Linked DNA regions of Mus musculus: all the other regions are linked to region 3. A link is a contact called in public promoter capture Hi-C data. All regions are on one chromosome and are shown on one strand. Each heading gives the region's core, a stretch centred on a gene start, on an enhancer-like site or on the middle of the called end of the contact. The rest is flanking DNA. Distances are from core to core; before and after follow the strand shown. Region 1 holds the start of Ccl8 (chemokine (C-C motif) ligand 8). Region 2 holds the start of Heatr6 (HEAT repeat containing 6). Region 3 holds the start of Nle1 (notchless homolog 1).

Region 1 (3,208 bases), core at 427-2,926, 790 kb before region 3:
TTGTAAGTGCCTAAGCTTGAGTCCAACAACATTCCCAATTCTCCGTTTCAATGTTTCTTAAATCATTTCTTTTCATGTTTAGATATTTTGAAAACTGTCTTAGGCATTTGAAATTCTCTTTAATATTTTCTAAGTGACAAACAGTGTGATAAATCATGTCTGCAGGGAAGGTTCAAATTAGTAAGCCATGCCCTTAGTCCATCATGCTTTCTTATGTCTGTTTGCCTTCTCACACTTCAAACCTTGTCTGAAACAAGTCTTCATTTCGGAAAAAGACTCTGTAGACACAGGGAAAATAATCACTTGGATTAAGGAGTGTGATGACTCATGACATACTGAGGAGTTTGGCCTTGCTTGCTTTGGTTTCTTTGGGTTGTTTTTGTTGTTGTTGGGGTTTTTTGTGTTTGTTTGTTTGTTTGTTTGTTTGTTTGTTTTAGGTCATGGTGTCTTCTTGCTTGTTATAACTTTAGATATAATGTACTACTGTGTGTTGCATTTAAATGTTGTAGCTGACAGAGGTCAAAACCCAGAAAAATCATAAAATATTAGCCATTAGCTCATGGTGGCTTAATAGATTGGATATAATTCAGAGATTTAATTCTGAGTGGCTTTACTAACTATATCCCTCACTTGAGGATGTTCTTCCTGCCTACTAGTCAGGAATCTTTGCTTACACTGACGAGGAATGAGACTGAGCATAACACTATTTGGCCTCCAAACACATTGAACAGGATGCTTGGCCAACAGAGTTATTGTGATTGAAGTTCCCAGACAAAAGTCATACATACATTAAGGATTCTGCAAGAAAACAGCTCTGTGATGTAGAGAGCTATGCTCCTGCAGGATGCCACCCGCTGCAGGATCCCTGCCCCTCCAGAATCCACACGTGGTGCCCAGTTCTCCAGGACTTTCAGGCTAGGCCAGACATAGTAGAGAAACTCTGTTATTACAGCATTTTTCAGACTGATATGGGAGAATTATACAACAAGGACGGCCTGGGGACAAAGTAAATTTGGAAGAGCCAGATCTACTTAATCCTCATCTAGAATACTAACTACAAAAGAAGGGCTGAGGTATAGCTGCCATTTAGTAGTAGAATACTTACTTGGCTGTCATGTGCAAGGTTCTGGCTAACATGTAAAATTCCTAGTAATAGAAGAAAAAGGAAGAGGAGACGGAAGAGAAGGAGACTTGAGTCTATCATGTTTTCAGGGTTCTTTGGAGCCCATCTGGGTTTTGAAAAACCCACCTGCCTTAGGGTTGCAAAAGCCTAGTGTAAAAGGGACCAGACTTAGGCCTTTCTCTGGTCTCCTAGCACCCTCCAAAAGGAAGCATCTAACCTCTCTTTACTCCATGGTAACCTTGGTTTCTAGTCTTTCTTCTATACAGATGTTTTTCATTTCTATGTTTCAGAATCCCTGATCCAGTGGGACTGCTTCCTCCATGCTGCTGGTTTCAGATGCTTGCCCTTCAAAGTTTCTGTCTCATAGTCTAAGTTAGCCAAAGATTTTAGCATCTTATTCTTGCTGAGCTGCCTTCCAGCTGCCGGGAAATCATCTCATGATCTGATGACTATTCAGCATAACAAAGATCTTGCTTTCATTTCCCATTAGGCACAACTCTATCTGCAGATTCCCTGCTCCCTATAAAAGGCAGATTAGAGCCTCCAGACTAGCAGAGTTAGATTGAGAGGACGCTAGCCTTCACTCCAAAATCTTTGCCTTCAACATGAAGATCTACGCAGTGCTTCTTTGCCTGCTGCTCATAGCTGTCCCTGTCAGCCCAGAGAAGCTGACTGGGCCAGGTAAGGTATCTCCTTTCCTAAGGGAAATGGTTTAGCAGGCACTAACATCTGAGCACAAGGCATCCCAGAGCTGCTGTATGATCTGCAATTTTAAGATGGACAGACTGAGAGTATGGAAGAAGTTAGCCAAAAGCCAGTGTGTCAAAGCTAGGCAGAACCAGCAGTGAGTGTTTAGAGCACTGAGGCCAGGCCCTGTGATGTCTCATGACATCAGCCCTGGGACACGATGCTGCATGCAGCCACTACCGATACTGCCCTCTCCTTGTTTGAGGAGATGGCCCAGAAGTGGCTGTGGTGAGAAGGACATCACAAGCAATAGGGGAGTGATAGGGATGATGTCTTGAAGAAGTGCTTTGGGATCTTGATCCAGAGTGGCTTCCAGAACCATATGTGGATATTTGTACACTGAGGGGCTTCCTAGATTAAAAAATAAAATAGGTTGATTCTAAGCCCACAGCAGCAAGGTGATGGACAGCGAGTTCTTGGGACTTACTTTCCTGTGTCAGAAGTATGGGATCAGTCAAAGAGATCTCATGATAAACAGTCATCAGTGAGGAATCCTGTGGTTCAACAGAGGACACTGACTCCTAAGACATATTCTGTCACTAGACCCTAGATACAAAACTTGGGAACAGTGACTCCTAGGTGCAGCCCAACCCTCATCTTCCCTTATGAGAGGACTCTGAGATGTCCCCTAACCCTCTTTCTTTACAAAATGGCTTCCAGATAAGGCTCCAGTCACCTGCTGCTTTCATGTACTAAAGCTGAAGATCCCCCTTCGGGTGCTGAAAAGCTACGAGAGAATCAACAATATCCAGTGCCCCATGGAAGCTGTGGTGTAAGTGATTCCTGCCCAGAAAACCCAGTCAGAGTCAAGGGAGAGTGGTCAGGACACACAGATGAGTGAGTCAAACAAATACAGCCTCTTATCTGGACCACGCCTTACCCACATAGGGAGACTGACTGGAAGAGAAGAAATCTGTAATTTTCCAGGAGCTCAGAGGGATTTTCCCCAGTTCCTTTCCACAATAGATGAGAAAGCTTCAAGTAGGGCAGCAAGATCAGGGCTTCCTCCTCAGGGTTCTCCCTTCCACCCCTTCCTCATCCTCCCCTCCTGCCAAGCAGCTCCTTCACCTCTGGAGCAAGAGTGAATGGGGTCTGTCGAGCTGTGGGCCATGCTCTGAGCACTATTTCTGAACCTTCCATCTCTCCACAGTTTCCAGACCAAGCAGGGTATGTCTCTCTGTGTAGACCCCACACAGAAGTGGGTCAGTGAGTACATGGAGATCCTTGACCAGAAGTCTCAAATTCTGCAGCCTTGAACCTTCACACCTGAGTTAAGAGACAGCCAAAGCTGGAAGTTCTCCCCTAATCTTCTCCAGGCAGAGAGATGTTACAAGCAGA
Region 2 (3,500 bases), core at 707-3,206, 850 kb after region 3:
TCCATGTAGAATCAGTGAGTTCTTTCTGAAACCTGTGCTTGGTCTTTTGCTCCAAATGCATATGTAAGTATAGACATGTGTGTGTAAGTATGTAATTGTGAGAATGTATGCAAGTTGGACACAACTGGTTTTAATGGAAGTGTATAAATGCACATATGTGATTCTGTGTATGAATTTACGTAAGTTTATGCATATTTGCTTATATAAAAGTTTTTCCTTCTGCAAGCATTATTCTCTTCTGGTTCAATAGAAGTTTATTGTTCAATAGCCTGACAAGCAAGAGGCATCTGAACAAAAGGGAAAAGGTTCTAGCAATTAATCCTTTACTTAATCTCCTGCTGTTTTAGGATGAGGTGCTAAGTGCCAGAGACTGCAGTTTCTGGCCTCAGGAACATAGAAGGCAGGTCAGCTACAGTAGCACAGTAACTTGGACTTACATAAGTGAACTTTTAATTATTATACTACAACCCTAAATATCTCACAAGACAAAAGTCGTACCCTCCGCCAGTGATCTTCCCCCCTCTGCTACCTCAAGGAGAACCAACAAGAAAGAAGACCCCACCGGGGCTGGCCCCCAGCACCAAAGTGTTCATGTTCAGAGTATTTATCTATCCAGCCCACCTGTAGTGCTTTCTGGCTTTCTGATGGTGCTATGGATTTCCAGCATCAAGATCTAATGTTTCTCATTGCACTCTGGGCAGTAGCCAGGTACCCAAAACAGCAGGTCTCGTGTATAATTTTTATATCTATTTCTCCAACAAAGAATTTTCTCAAAGGCCATCTTCCCTGATTACTGTTCATTTCTTCCTATAGCTTCTACCTGGAAAAAAAAATGTGTCTGTTTGGAGCTCTGTGACCAAGAAAACAGTTGAAAATGGAGGCCATGTATGGAGATTACAAGCAGCACAGTGGAGTGGGACAAGGAGTTGTTTCTTTTAATAAATCATTAATGTAAAAGTCTCAACACTTCTTGAGTTATTTTCTTGGAGGTTGTTATGGTTTGAATATGACACGTCTCCCTGGTCCATAGTTGATTGTACTGTTTGGGAAGAAGGGGCCATGCTGGAGGAGATAGGTCAACGGGGTATTTTGTCCTGGGCTTGACATGTTTCTTGTTGTTTCCTGGTTGCTTTAGGTGAGAAGCCTCAACCAAATACCCCTGCTGTCACGATCATTCTCCTTTACTACAAAGCAGCAGATTCAGTCAAGCATAGCCTTAAACCACCTAAAATAGTGCACCAAAAAATTAATAATAATAATAATAATAATAATAATAAATCCTCCTTCCTTTAAACTGTTCCTCTCAGTTATCTAATCCTAATCGTGAAAAAGCTACTAATGTCAATACGTTAAGTTTTTGTCTTAGTCAGGGTTTCTATTCCTGCACAAACATCATGACCAAGAAGCAAGTCAGGGAGGAAAGGATTTATTCAGGTTACAATTTCCACATTGCTGTTGATCGCCAAAGGATGTCAGGACAGGAACTCAAGCAGGTCAGGAAGCAGGAGCTGATGCAGAGGACATGGAGGGATGTTACTTACTGGCTTGCTTCTTCTGGCTTGCTCAGCCTGCTCTCTTATAGAACCAAGACTACCAGCCCAGAGATGGTCCCACCCACAAGGGGCCCTTCTCCCTTGATCACTAATTGAGAAAATGCTCCACAGCTGGATCTCATGGAGGCACTTACTTCCCCAACTGAAGCTCCTTTCTCTGTGATAACTCCAGCTTGTGTCCTATCAGAACATCAAGAGTAGAAGGAAGCCATATAGCTCACTTTTCTGTCACTGCCATGTAGAAGAGTGCTCTCCAACTCCAGCCAGAATCTGAAACTCTAGCAACGTCAGCCCTGCCCAAGAGCAAACTTTCTGAGAGGGTAAGGGGTGGTGGGTGGCCTTATTTCTGCTGCCTTTTACCTATCCTAATCACAGAACGACTTGCAACCTACAGTTCAAATGATGGCTTTCCGGAACTGGAGCACACACCCAGGCCCTGCCCCAAGCGGTGCCCCGGAAGTATTTCCCAGGCTTTCTCACGGAGGAAAAATGGCGGCGGTGCAGGTCGCCGCCTCTCTTCCTTGTGGGCAGCCGCGAGAGGCCCCGCGGGAACTGTCGCCGGAGCAGGACGATGGGTTCCGCCGCTTGTCTGCCAGGCTCCGCGCGCTGCAGCCGGATGACAGCACCGTGTCCCGCATGGAGATTCACCTGCTCTTCGACCAGCTCATCTCCGAGAACTACAGCGAGGGCGGCGGCGTGGCCCCCGAGGTAGGCGGCGCGCCTCATCCTGCCCGGACAACGGCTGGTTCCTCCCTCCGGCCCCTCCGGCTCTCACCCACGTCCCGGATGACTTAGTTCCAGGCTGGCTTTCTCCCTCGGTCCGTGCCATATCTCTCTGCCCTCCATCTGAAAGCTTGCAAGCCAGCATCTTTTCAAAGGCTTCTGCTCTGACGCCCTCAGCTGCCATCCCTGGTGAGCGACTCCGGGAATGTCGGAGCGAGGGTAGTCTTAGTTGATTTCGCTGATGTACGCACTGAAGCTCACAAGAGATCCAGCGTCACGGTTTGGGCAAATGGCAGAGCTAGATTGGAACCTAAATTTGTCGTAAGGCCTGTATTTTCTGTTTTGTTTCGGCACTAGCTCTCGTTTGCTTCCACTTCTCCTGTCAGGATCATCTCATTCATACACATCCGCTCTTGTATATCACTGATTCCCAGAACCCCTGAGCCAGTCCTACCTGCGAGCATCTCAAACTTGATAGCTCGTATAGATGAATACATTGTCTCCCATACTCCTAATCCCCTATTCATTCTACCCTACCCCACCCCAAATACACACAAGGCATGCACACTGCTTCTTTTCTTTACCCTGGAGCCTGTTGGATTAAAATTCTTCAGTCTGTCTCAAACATGTTTCTCAGTTCACACTCTTCTCTCCCTAGTCTCTCACTGATCTTCCTCTATTCTAGCCCCATTCCAGACTATTCTTTGCCAGAGTCTGCTATTGGAAAAACAAAAACAAAAAACAAACAAAACGCATACAAGTGTACGCATAATCAGAGATTTTCTATGTATATTGGCAAATGGCAGAAGCAAGCGGCCAAACAGTAAGAGAAAAATATGGGGCTTAAGGATGTAAAGGGGAAAAGAATCCCGAGCAGCTCACCACGGATAAGGGAGCAGAGTGGAACTAAGTGAAATTAAGGGAGCTTTTTATTTATATACTTGGCTATTTTGCACAACAACAACAACAAAATGTGTGCCTTTCCATTCTTCTCTCCTTGTTCTCCTCTTGGGTTCAGTCACTTGGCACTTGGTGCCTCGGGTTCAGGCACCTGAGGACATTGCGCATCTCTGAGAGTTCCCCCACTCCATCCCCTCCCCTTGTTCTTTGATTACTTGTCTGTCTGGCAAAGTTCTATTTGTTCTTCAGATCTTCTTTGTTATCTTTCTGTCTCCCTCTCGAGGAGACAAGTTCTCTGTGGTTCAGGGAAGTGTTTGGTTCATC
Region 3 (3,510 bases), core at 949-3,448:
CTGGCAGAGCCTTTTCAAGCTGTCCCTACAACCAGTAGTTTAGCTCCTCCCTATACCCCACACTCAGTCCAGTATCTGCTTCGTTCTAAGTGGCTGACTGGCCTCAAGGAGCAGGCAGCTGTGAACAGGGTGCTAATGGGTTGGAGTCTTCTGAGGCCCTACCAGGAGCTACTGAGCTAACCACTTGGCACGCACTAAGCCCCCGTAAGTGGTTAAAGGCACACCGACCTTTGCATGTGAAGTGCGGTGTCTCAGTGCTGAGATCCCAGAAGCGCACAGTGGTGTCTCCGGAACCACTGGCCAGGTACCTGGGGAAGAGAGGCCGCTTGACTGCTGCAGTGGTGGGGCCCACCCTGAGACACTGCGCATGGGTATTCCTGCTGCCTAGCCAACCATCTTCTGGGAACAGACTCTCCATTCCCTGAGGAGAAATAGGACACTAATGCCATCTAGGAAAAGACCCTAGGAGGCCACTTCTCTCTTCTTCCTTCCCAACAGGAACAGCTCACTCACTCCATTCATCCATCCACTTTGTATGTGTTTTTAATGCTTTTAAATCTTTATTCTACATGAACAGGCATCCTGCCTACACATGTATCTGTACACAATGTGCACATTGGATCCCCTGAGATTTGAGTTACAGACAGTTGTGAGCTCTTACGGGGTGCTGGGAATTGAACTCAGGCCCTCTAGGAGAGCAACCAGTGCTCTTAACCCCTGAGCCATCTCTCCAGCCCACCCCGCACCTTTCTTTTTTTTTTTTTTTTAAAAGACAGGGTTTCTCTGGTTAGCCCTGGCTGACCTAGAACTTGTTCTGTAGAAAAGGCTGGCTTAGAATTCACAAAGACCTGCCCGCCTAGTCTCTACCTCCTTGGAAATTTCTAGAAAAAGCTTTTGAAGCTTTTCATATTCTTCTGTTGTTGGAGGTAGAGTCTCTCTATGTAGCCCTTGCTGTTCTGGAACTATTTAGATCAGTCTGGCCTTGAACTCACAGAGATCCGCCTGCCTCTGCTTCCTGAGTGCTGAGATTAAAGGTGTGGACTACCACCACCTGGCTCAACTGTTCTTATTCTTAGAGTCCTACAAGAAAGGATTCATAGGGAAGTAACAGATGCAGAAACCTGACTTCGGAAAGGAGTAGTTCAAACCAAGATAGGCTCTTCTGAGCCAGGTACTATTCTTAGCCTTTGGGGACCAAACCCCAATAAGAAAGTCTGTTACTTGCAACGTGAGTCCAGACCCCAAGTCTATGACAGGCAGGCAGCCTAAGACCCTGTGAATAATAACTCAGGATGGTCCTCTCCACCTGTCAGAGGACACACCTCCACATCCCAAAGATTCTGCCCATGTCCTTACTTTCCTGTGGGGCTGAAGGCCACAGAAATGACAGCTTCGCTGTGACCCTCCAATGAGCTGGTGCACCGCGTCACAGCCCGGACCCTGAAGACAGCTTGGGGCTGGTAGATGATATCGACGATTTTCTCTGTCTCCACAGACTGGGACTCCAGCGTCTTCCCCAGGGAGGACACAATCTCAGCATCGTGGACGTAGAACGCCAGGGGCAGGGGCTCCTCCTGAAGGCAAGAACAGAGTAAAGAGGAACTCTGCTCGGAGGGATGAATGCCTGCCCTCAGCGGGAGTCGGCTCAATCCCAACTACTGCATACCACCATGCGACAAATTTAATCCCGCTGGGCATCTCTGTAAAATGGGGATGCTTATGTTGGGCTGTGACAAGAAGTCACGGAAACACTGCATCCGACGCGTTCAAAACACAGCCTGTCTGTAGGTGAGTCGGCGCGGAGAACATTTTTCCTGGGGCCGATCCACGCCACCGACACTGTCGGTGAGCAGCTGGGTCCCCGGAACACCGTGGCTTCGTTTTGGGGTGCTCACCTGGGCCAGCAGCGCGTTGCACACCAGCTGCAGCTTGTCCGGCGTGATGTCCACTGGCACGTCGAACGGGGAGCCCAGCAGCTGACCGCCCTCATCCTGGAACTGTACGAGCAGCCGCTGCACGTCGCCTGCCGCCGCCTCTTCCTGCAGAATCAAGCCGCGAGACTGTCAGTCCCCCTCCCCTCCCCTCGGGCCTCGGTACCCCACGCGGAGACCCGGCATCCCCGCCCCGTGCGCGTACACCTACCACCACCGCCGCCGCCATCCTGCGTCCCCACGTGGAGGAGAACCGAGGCGGAAAGACGGAGCGTTAAATCCATGTCGCGCCGGGCAACCTCCGGCTACAGCGCCCTCTCGTGTTCGGAGGAGTCAAGCCGCTCTCGGAGGCCGGGATTGCCAATGGTGGCCTCCCTTCGCGCCTTCTTTTCACAGTAGCGATTCTGGCCAATTTTAGTCTCCAAAACTCAGAGAAATTAATTGATTTGCCCGCCTAGCTCACAGAGGCAGGAGATGGTGGAGGATGACACTTCCAGGGTCCAGGCAGCAGGGGTGAAAATACAAACCAGAAAACTATTGGGTTGAGGCAGAAACTTTTATAGGTGGGCTTGTGGGATTTAGTTTGTGTATGTGTGTGTGTGTGTGTGTGTGTGTGTGTGTGTGTGTGTGTGTGTGTGTGTGCGCGCGCGCGCGCGCATGTATGCATGTATGTATTGAGATAGGCTGAGGGTGTGTAGCCTAAGTAGACCTTGAACTCCATGATCCTCTTGTCTGTGCCTCCCAGGATGGGATGCTGGGAATATCGGATGGGCCGCGGTGCCCAGCTGTTTTGGGATTTTTTTTTTCTGAGCTCTTTCAAGGTGTGGCCCTCTCCTGTATCTGCTTTTGCATAGGCAATTTATTCTGTCTGGAACTTTTGTGGACAGATTTGAGTCTCTGCTCTCCTCTTGTACAAGTTCAAAGAATATAGAGCCTATAAGGAACTATTAAATAGGTTGTGGTAGAACATGCCTTTAATCCAGGCTCTTGCGAGACAAAGACAGGCAGATAGATCTCTGAACTTAAAGCCAGCCTGGTCTACAGAGTAAGTTCCAGGACATTGAAGGTCTCCAAAAGAACTCCCTGTCTCAGACAAACAAACAAACAAACAAACAAACGAGACTAATAAAAGTTGAAGAAGGCCAGAGGGACCCGTGTGCTCTTTGGAGGCTTTTCCTCATCTGAGAACAACGACTCCATTTGCTAGGGACGCTGCCTTCTGGCCTTCTTCACATTGTTTATCTCTCGGCTTAAATATACTCATTCCTACATGCATACATTCATTCATCCGACAAAGCGAATTGAGCCTCTATTCTTTGCCAGATAGTGTTCTCAGAACTTTGCATAGATTAGTTCAATTACTTAGGGAAGCCTTTCCCAGGACCCTGTCTTTCTTTTTTTTCTCTTCTTTTTTTTCTTTTTTCCTTTTGGTTTTTCGGGGACCCTGTCTGTCTTGTCCTGTGTTTTCCAAGTTTTCCGGCATTTTCAGTCATTTCCTCATTATCAGTCATGTCCCCCGGTATATAGGGGACACAGAAGAAACGCTTGTGGACTGAATTATGAAATCAGGAATTGAATG

The links. Promoter capture Hi-C pulls out the DNA fragments that hold promoters and counts their contacts. Capture Hi-C pulls out chosen DNA fragments and counts their contacts.
Region 1: a promoter capture Hi-C map of the SN4741 cell line shows a contact between it and region 3, with 2.5 times the contacts expected there. The contact joins the promoter of Ccl8 here to the promoter of Nle1 in region 3. A contact is called at or near these places in 5 of 39 promoter capture datasets (the 3T3-L1 cell line, the SN4741 cell line, hippocampal neurons and 2 more) and 1 of 9 other capture datasets (macrophages).
Region 2: a contact with region 3 is called in a promoter capture Hi-C map of liver, with 2.0 times the contacts expected there. The contact joins the promoter of Heatr6 here to the promoter of Nle1 in region 3. A contact is called at or near these places in 1 of 39 promoter capture datasets (hippocampal neurons) and 2 of 9 other capture datasets (liver and pancreatic islet).

Annotation. Positions count from the first base shown.
Region 1 is chr11:82,113,509-82,116,716 of GRCm38.p6, forward strand. It overlaps Ccl8 (chemokine (C-C motif) ligand 8), which reads left to right and starts at 1,677. Exons shown (of 3, transcript NM_021443.3): 1 at 1,677-1,804; 2 at 2,531-2,642; 3 at 3,021-3,208. The coding sequence starts at 1,729. The coding sequence ends at 3,126.
Region 2 is chr11:83,751,681-83,755,180 of GRCm38.p6, forward strand. Heatr6 (HEAT repeat containing 6) reads left to right here and starts at 1,957. Exons shown (of 20, transcript NM_145432.3): 1 at 1,957-2,261. The coding sequence starts at 2,043. Wfdc21 (WAP four-disulfide core domain 21) reads left to right here. Exons shown (of 3, transcript NM_183249.2): 3 at 814-966.
Region 3 is chr11:82,906,197-82,909,706 of GRCm38.p6, forward strand. It overlaps Nle1 (notchless homolog 1), which reads right to left and starts at 2,199. Exons shown (of 13, transcript NM_145431.2): 1 at 2,143-2,199; 2 at 1,896-2,039; 3 at 1,357-1,574; 4 at 229-308. The coding sequence starts at 2,160.